Linked DNA regions of Zea mays: regions 2 and 3 are each linked to region 1. The links are chromatin contacts, called in public Hi-C maps. All regions are on one chromosome and are shown on one strand. The core of a region is the stretch at or near the end of the contact, and the rest is flanking DNA. Distances in the headings are between cores, read along the strand shown.

The links. A called contact is a pair of places that touch in the nucleus more often than the background predicts.
Region 2: a Hi-C map of bundle sheath shows a contact between it and region 1, with 3 times the contacts expected there. The contact joins the promoter of LOC100277623 here to the promoter of LOC100383416 in region 1. A contact is called at or near these places in 2 of 25 Hi-C or Micro-C datasets (bundle sheath and ear).
Region 3: a Hi-C map of leaf shows a contact between it and region 1, with 7 times the contacts expected there. The contact joins the promoter of LOC100193180 here to the promoter of LOC100383416 in region 1. A contact is called at or near these places in 4 of 25 Hi-C or Micro-C datasets (ear, endosperm, leaf and 1 more).

What each region holds. Positions count from the first base shown.
Region 1 is chr10:36,162,678-36,167,110 of Zm-B73-REFERENCE-NAM-5.0, reverse strand. LOC100383416 reads right to left here and starts at 1,904. Exons shown (of 10, transcript NM_001176069.1): 1 at 1,787-1,904; 2 at 438-1,022. The coding sequence starts at 999.
Region 2 is chr10:35,494,359-35,498,791 of Zm-B73-REFERENCE-NAM-5.0, reverse strand. LOC100277623 reads left to right here and starts at 2,342. Exons shown (of 2, transcript NM_001398266.1): 1 at 2,342-2,939; 2 at 3,166-3,788. The coding sequence starts at 2,423. The coding sequence ends at 3,245.
Region 3 is chr10:36,711,719-36,716,151 of Zm-B73-REFERENCE-NAM-5.0, reverse strand. LOC100193180 reads right to left here and starts at 1,869. Exons shown (of 7, transcript NM_001359304.1): 1 at 1,572-1,869; 2 at 234-616; 3 at 3-78. The coding sequence starts at 1,785.

The sequences.
Region 1 (4,433 bases), core at 655-3,154:
TCCCTCTGACATCAGTTGCGAATGATGTCCTCAATATTTATGGGAAGATGAAATAGAAGCTCTGTCAAAATGCAATTGATATCTTTGTATCTGACAATCAACAAGTTGTACACTGTATTTTAGGGGGGGGGGGGCAGTTTCATCCAAAAATATGCTAACAGGGAAGCTTTCTAGAACTCCCTATAGAAATGCATAAGCATGGAAGTAATAGGAAAATGAAATTCCTTTCTGGGAAAACAGAACATTGGTCAATAGGCTATTTTTGTTCGAATACAAATAAGTAAAATTAGAAAACAAGACCAAAAGTGTATCACAAGGACATTGACCAGCAATTCCTTCTACCATGTTTTCATGCATAAATTGGAGAGATTAGAAAATGAAATTTAAGGCAACGTGCAAGGACAGCATTTCACAAGAAACCTTGATAATCAAACTACCTAATTGGCGAGCTTCCTCCAAGGAGAGCTCCAAAACACGTTTCGCACGTGGTGTGAATGGTATTTCAACAGCAACAAAACCATTGCCGCGGCCAATAATCTTCTCCACCTCCACACGTGCATCCTTAAGATTTATTCCCATGGACTTGAGCACCTTAGCTGCAATACCAGTGCCCTCTCCAATCAGACCCAAGAGGATCTGCTCAGTTCCAACAAAGTTGTGGCCCAGGCGCCTTGCTTCCTCTTGCGCAAGCATGATGACCTTAATAGCTTTCTCCGTGAACCTCTCAAACATTGCCTGAGTGACAAAACGAGATCGTCTTGTCTGTCGCGATGACCTGTAAGATGCAACTGCCGACCTGGAATTGGACACCGTCGGTGTGACCGAGAAGCTATGCACTGATCTTAGACCCACAAATGCTGACATCTTGACAGGGCGGCTAAGTGACACTGCCAACATAGAGGCAGGCCTCCTGGTGCCATGGGACCTCCAACAATGGGTTCTCATGCGACCCCCAAATGGTGTTCCCAGGGCAACTGACTGGAGTAAGGTCCCTGCCATGGTCACAAATACCGTCACTTGACCTGCACAAAGACATTACAACGGTTAATCAATATTAAAAACCAATCTTCTAAAATTCTCCGATACACACAAAAGGTCAGTTATAATCATGCGCAGGAATAGTGCATAACAATCATCAGTATGTTGCCCTTGATCCATCTCATCTCAAACAAATTGCAAAATCAAAATGTGCTAGAAAATGGAGAATAAACTGTGCCAAACAATATTCTATACTGGAAACGGGGAAAGCCTCGTTTCAAAAGAAAAACTGTGCCAAACAAAAATGAAAAAAAATTATGTGCAGGCTTAAACATAGCGGCAGATGTTCTGCCGCTTCCTAGCAAATCAATCCGCGGCAATCTGGATGGATAGGGGCACCGATACAACGCGCAAAGATTTGGAATTGAGGGCTCACAAAAAAGATGTTTCATTTCCGGCGACAGAGAAATTCACAACCGAGCTCCGTTTACCGATTGAATTAGTGTTTCAACCTCGCATTTACATCGATTATACCTAAAGACGGAGAAAGATACCTTGCCGCTTATCCACAACCAAAACTTTAAACAAAAACAAAATCAATACCCCCCCCCCCACCCCAACCCCAAAAAAACAGCGATTAAGTGGACAAGAATCAGAGCCCACTAACAACACATGATTGCTAATCCTAATCCATCCATGTATCCAGGGATGGACACCTCGAAACGAGAATCAGGTGGTAGCAGGCAAGAATCCCATCCAAGAACAAAGAACTCACACACAGAAGACGAGGATCGCTGGAGGTTCTCACCTTCCGAGGAGAGGGAGGAGGAGGAGGAAAGGGAAGGACGGTGCGTTGGTGTGCGACCTCCCCTGGTCCCTGGAGATAAGGGGGCCGCTGCTTTGGCCGCCCGAATGTCCAACAAGAAAGAAAACTACTGATTGTTCTCTCTTTCTCCTCCTTTCGTCTAGCCTCCTGATTCTGCCTTTTTTGTCTGTTTCCTATTTTCTTTTCGCATTTCTGAAACTTCTGAGGATGGGAAATTATTGGCAAACATGAAATTTCTTCACAAGGGCAGATATTTTTTGGGGAGTAATAGATTTTTTTTCCCATCTAAAATATGAGAACAGAAACAGCAGTATTTTCTTAAGTGTATCTTTATGCAACGCAAGTGTTGAAAGGATAAAAAGTAGCGCTGACAAAACTAACTTGAGCACGGCAAAGAAACGGAACTCATTTATCTCAACTTTTCCTTGACGTATTCAAATTCAAAATACCAAAATTGTCGAGAGCATGATACAGAATAGCAGTGGAGTTCAAGATAGGCGAGAGTACACGTAGTCGAGTTCAAGACAGGCCAGATTACACCTGTTTAAGCGTGTGGTGGGTCGTTTGGTTTGGCCTGTGTCTAACTCGTGCATAGTTTCAGATCTTTCTTGTTGAGCATTCGGGCCACCACCACCAAGACATGGAATAGGGGAGGTCGCACACCAACGCACCGCCCTTTCCGTTGGACATGGCGGGTAAGTTTTTTCCGGTTATGTTGGATTTTGAGTCAAAATTATAGCTTATACTAGGCTTGTATATTGTTGTGGTAAAAAACTATAGCTCGTACAAGTCCATTGTATTGGTAAGGTCCGTTAAAATTTTTTTGGCAGGTACGGTGGAGTTGATCGGATCAGGTGGTTCATACTCAGGTCTAGACGAGATCCATGTTGACACCCTCTGAATCATCAAATAAAACAAAGCTATTACATATCAATTAAACTAGTACCCACTGTGTCACCGAAAAGAGGAATGGAACAGGATACTTTCCCATGCAAAATTGTAAGCATCGATCAATGCATAGAGCCACGGAGGAACATAAGAAACCATCAGGTTTTGTATAATTTTTCTTTTATATAATATGGATGTGGTTGGACTTTGTAACAACTTTCTAAAAGCAGATATTTTTCTCCGTTCAAAAATAAGTATCCCAAATTAAAATATGGTTTAGAGAATTAATAAGTTCATACAAAAGCTAAAACGAACACTTTTCATCTCAAATATTTAGTTTTTAATTTTATGTCTGGAGAACGGAAGGAGTAATACGGGTGTGGTCGGCAGACAACACAAAAAGATCTTAACATCGACCCGGGCGAAGTGCTAGATGGGGGCTTTTCTTCACACCTCGTAGGCCATCAGTTCTGGAAAATCAGCGCAGCCGCAAAATGATTTTGAAGTGTACACTCCAGCTACGGCAAGGATTTGTTGCCACTTGAGTTGATTACAGTGAACGTCAATCAAAAAAGGCCTCTGAAGAATCCTCGCCGGATGGCCAAGCAACGCGGAAGGCGACAAATGCTAAGAATACAAGTGGCACTTGTACTGTTGCAGATACTTGAACAGGAAGCTTGAACTTTACAGTTGGAGAGATGCCATTATCATTATGCATACTCTTGAACACCTTGTTTGGCACACAATCGGACTATCGTGCTTGTGACTATATAAGCACGGGGCGAGACGGTCCGCGCCCTCGTGACGGCGAAAGTACATATCTAATATGTAGTTATTCTAATCTATCTACGGTGGAACAACTCACTGGCTTTGAGAATGACAGGTATCCCGACCACGTCTATAAACTCTCTAAGGTGCTCTGTGGACTTAAGCAAGCATCAAGAGCATGGTATGAATGCCTTAAAGATTTCCTTATTACTAATACTTTCAAGGTTGGGAAAACTGATCCTACTCTCTTTACTAAGACTTGCAATGGTGATCTCTTTGTATGCCTAATATATGTCGATGACATTATATTTGGTTCTACTAATCAAAAGTCTTATGAGCAGTTTAGCAGGGTGATGATGCAAAAGTTCGAGATGTCAATGATGGGCGAGTTGAACTACTTCCTTGGATTTCAAGTGAAGCAACTCAAGTAAGGAACCTTTATATCCCAAACAAAATACACTCAAGACTTGCTCAAGAGGTTTGGGATGAAGGATGCAAAGCCCGCAAAGACACCGATGGGAACGGACGGACATCTTGACCTCAATAAAGGAGGTAGTTCGTTAATCAAAAGGCATACCGGTCTATGATAGGATCTTTATTTTATCTTTGTGCTAGTAGATCGGATATTATGCTAAGTGTATGCATGTGTGCTAGATTTCAATCCGACCCTAAGGAGTGTCACCTTGTGGCCGTTAAGCGAATTCTTAGATATTTAGTTTCTACGCCTTGCTTCGGGATCTGGTATCCAAAGGGGTCTACCTTTGACTTAATCGGATACTCGGATTCCGACTATGCCGGGTGCAAGGTTGATAGAAAGAGCACATCAGGGACTTCCCAGTTCCTAGGAAGGTCTCTGGTGTCTTGAAGCTCTAAGAAACAAACTTCTGTTGCCCTATCCACCGCTGAGGCCAAGTACGTTGCCACAGGACAGTGTTGTGCTGTAATACCCACTTTGTAAGAAAGGTCTAAAAGA
Region 2 (4,433 bases), core at 1,093-3,592, 670 kb after region 1:
GTCGTGACAACCTATAGCCGATGTATTACGCGTGTTACCCCCTAATTCAACCTCGTGCGAAGGAAAATTTGCAATACTAGATTTATCAAATGCACGTATTAGTCTCCTATAATCGTTTTGCATACTCCCTATGATATTTTGCATTTGTTCTCGTTGTTCATCTACATAATTCTTAAGAGATTGTAGCTCGTTTGTATTACTTACATTGGGGATATCTAGTGTGGGTCGGAGCGAAGCCGGATCCGTCGCCCGTTGTCGGACGACTTTATTGTTCCTGTCCACCTTGAAGTTGGCTAGGAACTTCGCTCTCGTCTCTTGAATCAGCTGCTCCTTATGCTCCTCGAACTGGAGCTGTTCGTCAGCCGGCAAGGATTCCCAAGTCGGCTCTATAATGTTGCTGAGGGAGACTTCAGAACTATCCCTTGAACCGGCCATTGAGGGTCGATTTGATGGGTCTAGACGTGTTGTCCCAGCGGAGTCGCCAAAAAGTATGTTGACACCCTTTTGGGGCGCCAATCACTCAACACGAACCAGCGGTGGTGCTCTCTGCGCAGGGGTGGATGGTCCGCGGCCAGTGGCCGGACGGTCCGCGGTCTGGCGCGAGGCTAGGGTTTCCTGCCTGACGGCCGGACGGTCCGCACGTGCGCAGGGGCGGCGGAAGGTCGCCGGCGGCGCCTGGATCTCGCTCCCGAGAGGGACCCCGTCGGGGAGGAGAGATCCTATGAGTTGTATAGGCTCGGGCAGGCCGACCTAGACTCCTCTAATCTTCGTAGAGTCGAAGAGAAGCGGAGAATTTGGGGATTGAGAGGCTAAACTAGAACTAGACTAGAACTACTCCTAATTGTACAGGAAATAAATGCGAGATAGAAGTATTATTGATTCGATTCATCATTACAAATCGGTCGTATACCTCTCTATTTATAGAGGAGGGGGCTGGACCCTTTACAAACTAATTTCCGAGCTAATTCGGCGAATCTAGCTAACAACCGTAGCACAAAACTCGGAACCATAATCTGCTATGCGCACGCGCGGACCGTCCGGCCCACAGGTGTGGACCATTCGCCGCTCAATTTAGTGCTCAACACTCATACAATCAAACAAGATCTTAATTAGGGAATCAGTCTCAGGAAATTCAATATTTAGAGGAAAATTCAAATTGATTATATCATAATAATATAAATTAAACAAACAATATTTAAATTATAAGAGACATCTATTTTTGAGTTTAATTTGTTATTTTACAATAGACTATATATTGAGGTTTTAATATAATTTAGTTTGTAAGGGTAGGTACGCCGAGACGGGAATGGAGAATGGTTTCTTATCCTGTTCCGCAAATTTGGCGGGGACTAATTTCTCTATTTTGATCTACGTGAAGACTAAATTACTAGCATCTCCGTCCTTTAATAGGGAAATTCTCGCGGGAACCCCATAGTTATTTCTAGTTGTGATAGATATATAGTTTAGCTCTCGCAAGGCTATCTCCAACAACTTACTCATCCTTATTCCCATATTTAAACTCCACTTTATGAACAGTACAGTCTATGAACAGTATAGTCCATAATACAAAACAATATTTTTAATAACCATATGGGTGAACTGTTGAACACGTTTTAAAGCTATATCGAGCAGCTCTATCACTTTCTCTATGTCACCTGTTAATTTAAACTTCATATTGCAAGTATTGCTATCTACAATATAAAATACTTACTCAGTCCCAAATTATAATTTGTTTTAAACTAAACACACGTTCAATCGATAACTTATGAATGTAGTTTGTATGTATGTCCATGTTTATTATTATTCATTCAAATGTGGACACACAAAAAAAGTTGGTAAAAAGGAACTATATTTTGGACTGGTTTTACACTACCAAAAATGATTATCGTAACAGTATGCACCACGCAATGTTTAGCACTCAAGCTAACGCTAGGTCGTCTAAATGAATCGAGTAATAGCGCAATCAACAACTCGCCAAACAAGCCTACTATATATTGAGGCACACAAAATCACAAGGTTTTGTTGAGTACTCGAGGAGCACGAGCGCGACCATTAATAAGAAAAGAAGAATGAAGAGGCATCCCTTTGTCGATCGCTAGAAACATCCATCATCCATGCATGATGCTTGACGCCTTGATGCATACTACTACTGGTACGTATGACATGATTCCCCACCTGCTCCTCCATGCATGGCACATGTTATGTCCATTCCGTCCATCCATGCACCAAGGCGGGTCCCACATCCCACCACCACCACCATCAGCGAGCCTCCGCACCGCACACTCCCCAGCCTCTATCCGGTCCGGCGGTACAAATAGCCCCCACCCGCCACCCACTCAGCACCATTTCACACCCTCTTGCCTCCCCGTGACTACCTCGCTGTCCCCTCTCAGTGTCCAAGCGACGACACCACGCCGCCGAGATGTGGATCTCAGATTCCGCCTTTGTGGAGCCCTCATCTTCCTCCCCATCCGCCTCTGCCTCCCCGCCGCCGAGCCCGCCACCAGCACGCCTTCTCCGCCAACGCAACCGCCGCCGACGCCGCAGCAGCCGGAAACAGGGCAGTGCCAGCGCCGTCGACGGCGTCGCCGACCCCGAGGCGGAGGACGTGTGGCGTGGGGCGCAGTGGGAGGCGGCGTGGCCGGCGCGGCGGGACTCGAAACCCGTCGTGCTCGCGGGCGGAGACGACGCGGTGGGGCGGTCCAGGAGCCTCACGGACGACGACCTCGAGGAGCTCAAGGGATGCGCCGACCTGGGCTTCGGCTTCAACTACGACGAGATCCCCGAGCTCCGGAGCACCCTGCCGGCGCTCGAGCTGTGCTACTCCATGAGCCAGCGCCTCCAGCTGGACGACGAGAAGCCGCAGCAGCACGAGGCCGCCGCACCAGATGCCGCCACGCCGTCGCCGCCTGTCACCAACTGGAAGATCTCCAGCCCCGGTAAGCAACACATAGCAGATCGCCGCCTGTCTTCCTCCATGACTTGACTTGGGATTCCTTCCTTCCTTGGTCACCGGAGCGGAGAAAACCAACTTGTCTACATCAAGATGGAATCTTTTCCCGTCACGGAACCAACCAAGGACACCACTTGTCGACGATCTGTTCGCTTCTTTGTTTATCGGCATATGTTCTAACGAATGCAGTCCTTTCTTTTTGGATAGCGCAGGTGACAGCCCTGACGAGGTGAAGGCGCGGCTCAAGTACTGGGCGCAGGCGGTGGCGTGCACCGTCCGCCTTTGCAGCTGAACGGCGCCGAACCATGCGCGCCATTCTTCGCCGTCTGGAAGCACACACCATGCCGGTATGCCGGCCGCCACCACACAAGAAACCAGATGACCAGACCTGATCGCGAACACGTTGCTGCTGCTGTAAAGTGATCCAGGTGCAGCGTTTCAGCTGCGACGGCGGGCGTTGGCAGCTGCCATGATTGCAGCTGCAGAGTTTGGTAGTTGTGGTAGCAGCACACATAGGGGCTGAGTAGATGGGTTGGTTGCCCGACCGACATGCTGTGCTCTCTGTTCCAGCTGAGCAACCTGCCTCTGCCTGATGAACCAACCATCCGAGTGTGCAGCAGCCATCTCCAGTGGAAATAAACTATTGTAATTGTACTGCTAGCAGTAGTGATCAAAATAATGCGCAGAGTAATTAGTACTGCAAGCAAATCGGGGAATCATTGTGAATACATAAATCTGTGGATCTCATTACTATACTGTTATCTTAATCATTAGCTGGTGTACCTGCTACCTACTGCAGCTGTTTGGTAATAATGGTGCAGATGCTTTCCTTCTCTCTCGCTTGCAGTTTGGTGGCACCTGGCTGACCAGAACGATAGATTCGGCGAAATAAAATAAAATGCAATCATGTGCACCGCAGCCATTAAGATTTTTATATGCATTTCCTACCCCATTCCAAAAGATTCCAAACCACATACACCACCTGGAGCTGAAATTTGCGAACAAAGAACATGACAGTTTCTACAGCGTCAATATCATGTGAACAGTCCGAAAATTACAAGAGGAGACCATTTGTTTAAGTTTTTATAAAAAACAGAAAAAAATATTACTACTTGAGAATGGCCATATTTTCACGTGCGATCTGCTATTGCAAAAATCCTTCCTTTATTTTTTATCAGTGGCCATTATACTATTTCAAATAACTATTAAGGGGTGTTTCTTTGGAATTATAATCTACTCAGATTATATAATCTAACTTATTTTAAACTAACATCTAGTTTAAAATAAGTTAGATTATATAACCTGGGTATATTATTATCTCAAACAAACACCTCCTAAATCAAGATGATTTTGTAGGGGTTTCCTTCGGTCTTATATACACGACCAGAGAGTTATCCGTTTATATGTTGTGATCACTATCTACTCCGTTTATCCCCTTCTTTGTGACTGCAGTCCTATATATCCGGAGTCTTGATCCTCT
Region 3 (4,433 bases), core at 620-3,119, 550 kb before region 1:
ACTGGAAGAGGCATCAGATGTAGCTTTCATTGTTGTGGAGGGAATGCTCGATGGTACAGGTGCACCACACTCTTTGCACTGAAAAAGAGAGATTAAGGAGGGCATTAATGCATTACAGAAAAAAGTTGAACCAAAAACACATTAAAGGTCAGAGTGCACAGCCAAAATTGAGAAACATTTGTTAAGGCTATCTATGATTTCAACTGGACCAGATTAGCGTAGTTTATAATTACCTGAGTACGAGATGAATAGTTATGAGATCCACAGCTGCAGAACCAATCTCCATTACGCCAATCCTTTGGAACACCTAAAAACTGATTTGGGTTGCCGTTGCCAAATGGCCAACCAGAAGATTGCATCCCATATCTACCAGCCATCCCATAGGGCCAGTTTGCATTTGCAAGTAGTTGCTGCTGCAAAGGTGAATTGGCAGCCATCCCAAAGTTCATGTTATAGGCAGAAGCAGAAGCAGCAAGGCTTTGTAGTCTTGCAATATAAGTTGCATAAGCTGGCATAGCCATCCCTGCCATTTGCAATGCTGGCATTGCTGCTTCCTCCTTGGGCAAGCCACACTTTTTGCAGTTCTTTCTGGATGCATAATTATTGTTACTGCAACCTATTCATCCATTTGCCGCATAAACCAACCAGCACAGTAGGCAGCAAAACGCACCGAAGCACACCCACACCCACCACCACCATGACCAGCCATCACGCACAAACCCATAGAAAGGAATAGACACACGCACACTAGTCATTACTTAGCACATTCATTGGTAAAGTTTTTTTCTAATATTATCTACATATAGCAGCATTCAATGAACAAAATAAACAGAAGGAATAATGAAAATATTTCTAATAGGTAGTAGCAACAATTAAAACACAAACAAAGATCATCCAAGATACTTTCAGAACATATAGTGGTACTAACTACCCTGATTACAGTGCTTATAAGAGAGGTATACAGTTTGGTCAAAAAATTCTAGATCAAAGAGGGTGATTGAACTGATTTGCATGGAAAGCTTAAGGAGCGGTGGTCAAATAATTTGTAGAGTTTCCTTTCTTAGTTTGAATGAAGTTTCTAGTTCCTTTATTTACACCTGCTCTGTTTTAAAAAATAAACACTCATCATTTCAAATGCAACTAACTTACCTTATTAAAATGTTGTCTGCATGACTAGAAAAGATCATGTTTGGATGAGTTAGGGCTACTAGATGGGTTAAAATCTAGCTGAGTTTGGCTAGCTAGTTGGCTAACAGCTAGTTAAAAACTTGGCTAAAAAATTAGCACGTCTATTAGCCCTCTTGTTTGGATGCACTAGAATCAATTTTAGCTAATTTTAGCTAGCTAGTAATTAGATCTTGAATCCAAACAGACCCAAAGTCTACAATAATAACCAGGGCTATACCAACATACTAAACCTAGAGCGAACACAAGGGATGAAGGAGAAATGCTAGATTCACTAGACTATCAATGCGCTGCATAGGGATGGATGAGAGCCTGCATCTACAACAAGTGACGGGTGATTCAGGGCTGGGTAATAATGAAGGGTAGCGTGGCAGGAGAGGTGTTACCGGTGCAGATCCAGTCCCCGGCGCGGGGTAGCCACTTGGAGTCGCGCGGGGTGTTGGGGTCGACGAGGAGGCGCGGATGCTTGCAGCGGTTGCAAAGCGAGCGGAAGGCGTAGTTGCGGTTGCCGCAGCTGCCGCAGTCCCAGTCGCCCTCCCTGCCGCCCCCTCCGCCGCCGCCGGACGACGAGCCCGCGCCTGCGCCGCCGCCTCCAGCCATGGGGAGGAGGTTACGCGAGCTGGTGTGGGGACGGGGCTGGAAATGGAGGAGGTGGAAGGTTTGGCTGGCTCTCCTTTGTGGGCGAGGGATTGATTTTGGGGAGGAGAGAAGGCCAGGCAGCAGGAAGCAAACAAGGATCCAAGGGGGAGCAACCGGGTATATTCCGGCTCTCACCGCAACACACCGATGTATGTGCGGGTTTAAATCGCTGAGTTTTCTTTTTCTTTTTTTCTCGAGAATTGTAAAGAGATTTTTTTTCAAAAAAATGTAAAAAAATTTAACCATTGACATCCAATTCTCTTGGGCTCACAAATTGAATCTTCCGTCCTATAAGACTCATCCACATACATTAATTTCCTAACGTCTTTTATACTCATTATTCTTTTTTACTATTGGCGTTTTTTGGGCGCGATGTGCAGACTCGAGGCCTCTACTTCTAGTTCTCGCCGGATCAGTTCTCGCACCCCACAACGGTTTGAAAGAAGCGACCAAAGTCCCCTCATCTTAAAGAAGTCATCGGCATCCTATGACCACTCGTGCTGCCATTTAGGGTTTCAACCCCACCCTCTGATGCCACCATCCGCTGAGGCTGTGTCGTCGTCTTCGCAGGTATGCTCTCCTCCATTTCTCTGGCATCCTGACCCGCCCTTCCGTCTCCTCCATTTCCCATCCCCCTCGCTCTCTGCTTTTGACCACGACGTTCCTCCCCATCTCGCCCGCGTCCGGATTCCCCCTACCTTCTCCATTTCATCCTTAGGCGCATCCCACCTCGTTGATTCATGTCACGTCAGACTTGGTTGCAGCTCCTGCAGACATGATGAGGCAGTCGCAGGTGTCCGCTCAGCTGTCGTTGGCTCCTACAAAGGTATGGTCTGCCACATTTCGTCGTCATCTGCAACCCCCCCATGTTGCCTATACGTCGTTTCTAGGTTTTCCACCATAGATGCGTCAGTGTTTAGGGTTTGCACCTTACGTGCATCGTTTAGTGATTCGATCCCATTTGTTCTAGGGATGGTGTGCATCATACGATTCAAACAAACAAGTACCACCTCAATTCGTAATTGTGTTCTTATCTTTTGTAACGAGGAATTGTTATCTTGGTCACATATTCGGTCCACGTGTTTGTGTTCGTGCATCCCGACTTGGAAAGGTATGTTGATGAACTTCACTTTGGTCCAACATGTGTGTCAGTGATTGTGTTCTGTGTTATGATGTTGGTTCAGGGGACATTGTTGTGGGGTGCCAATGTGCGTCTACAATCCTTTACTCGGTAAGACAATCATAGATGTTCCAATGTTTTTGGTTCTTCCTGTTTATTAATCATGTGTTAGTACTCCACCCACTTTCATTTTGTTAGGCTTGACTGCTACTCTGCATGCAAATCATTAGTTGGGTTTGATAATAATTATCTACTCCTATTAGTTTGTCAACGCAATGGTATACTAATTACATAAATCCAAATCGGATGGACTCGGCAAACTCCATAGCCGACAAGGCTATTGGAATGATGCAAGAGCTATCCAAGAAGCTTTGTCCATAGCTAGGGAAACAATACGTTTGGGACAAGATTTGACCTCTTTTGAGGCTACCAAGCTTCGTATAGAATTGGAGGACATAGTGAGCATGTTGGACCAAGACTCTCTGGTGTGCCAAGAGTGTTTGGATAAGGTCAATAATGATAACAACCTTGTTGTCGACGATTACGTGCCCTTTGACATGTCTTCACCAACCTCAACTGAAGAACTATTCGGTGAAGACCGGGACTTCGCCGAGCACTTCAAAAACATGTGGGGTGTTGAATACGATTCAGATCAGATGCTATCCTTTAGTGACAATGAGCTCTAATTTAGTGGGTCGGGAACTATGGTTTAGGTAGCATGCCTACTTTTTGTGTAGCCTAGTGTTTAGGCTATTGCTACCTATGTTCCAGGAGGTATCTAGGGTACTTCAGTGGTAGACTAATGTGAAAATTGCTAATGATTGGCTGAACTTGTATTAAGGGCACCTGTTACTTTGATAATAAAATTATGTGATCTGCAATTTGTCATGTCGTGCACTTGTGTTCTCCATATGTGCAACGTGTTCTGTTTGCTTACGCTTCCTTTGCACTTATGATCTTAGTACCATTTGTTGCATCTCCTTGAATCGTACCTTTACCTTCTGTCCTGCCTTTATCCTTGTTTCTTATCAGTATACTTGTTTTCAATTAGATGGAAAAATCTAGGGAAGTGGTAGCAAAGTGGGACACGAGAGGAGCTAAGATATACACTAAAATATGTGTAGAAGATGTGAATGTGTGCAATAGGCCACATCACTTTTTGAATGCAGAAGGGTATGCTAACCTCATTAGAGAGTTTAAGGAACGAACGAGACACACGTACATTAGGGATCGAATGAAAAACAGGTGGGACAGTCTGAAAAGAATGTACACACAATGGAAAACACGGAATGAAAGGGCCACAGGACTTGGTCGAGATCCTCATATAGGATCTATCAGTGCCCCAGATGAGTCGTGGGCTAAGCATAATGAAGTAAGTAGCCTTTATGATTTCTTTCGTCCTACATATTAGGATTACTTGTTAGTATATTAAATTAGCCAATGTTTTTGTACTGTAGGCAATGTCAGGGTGTATATTGTTCAAATATGT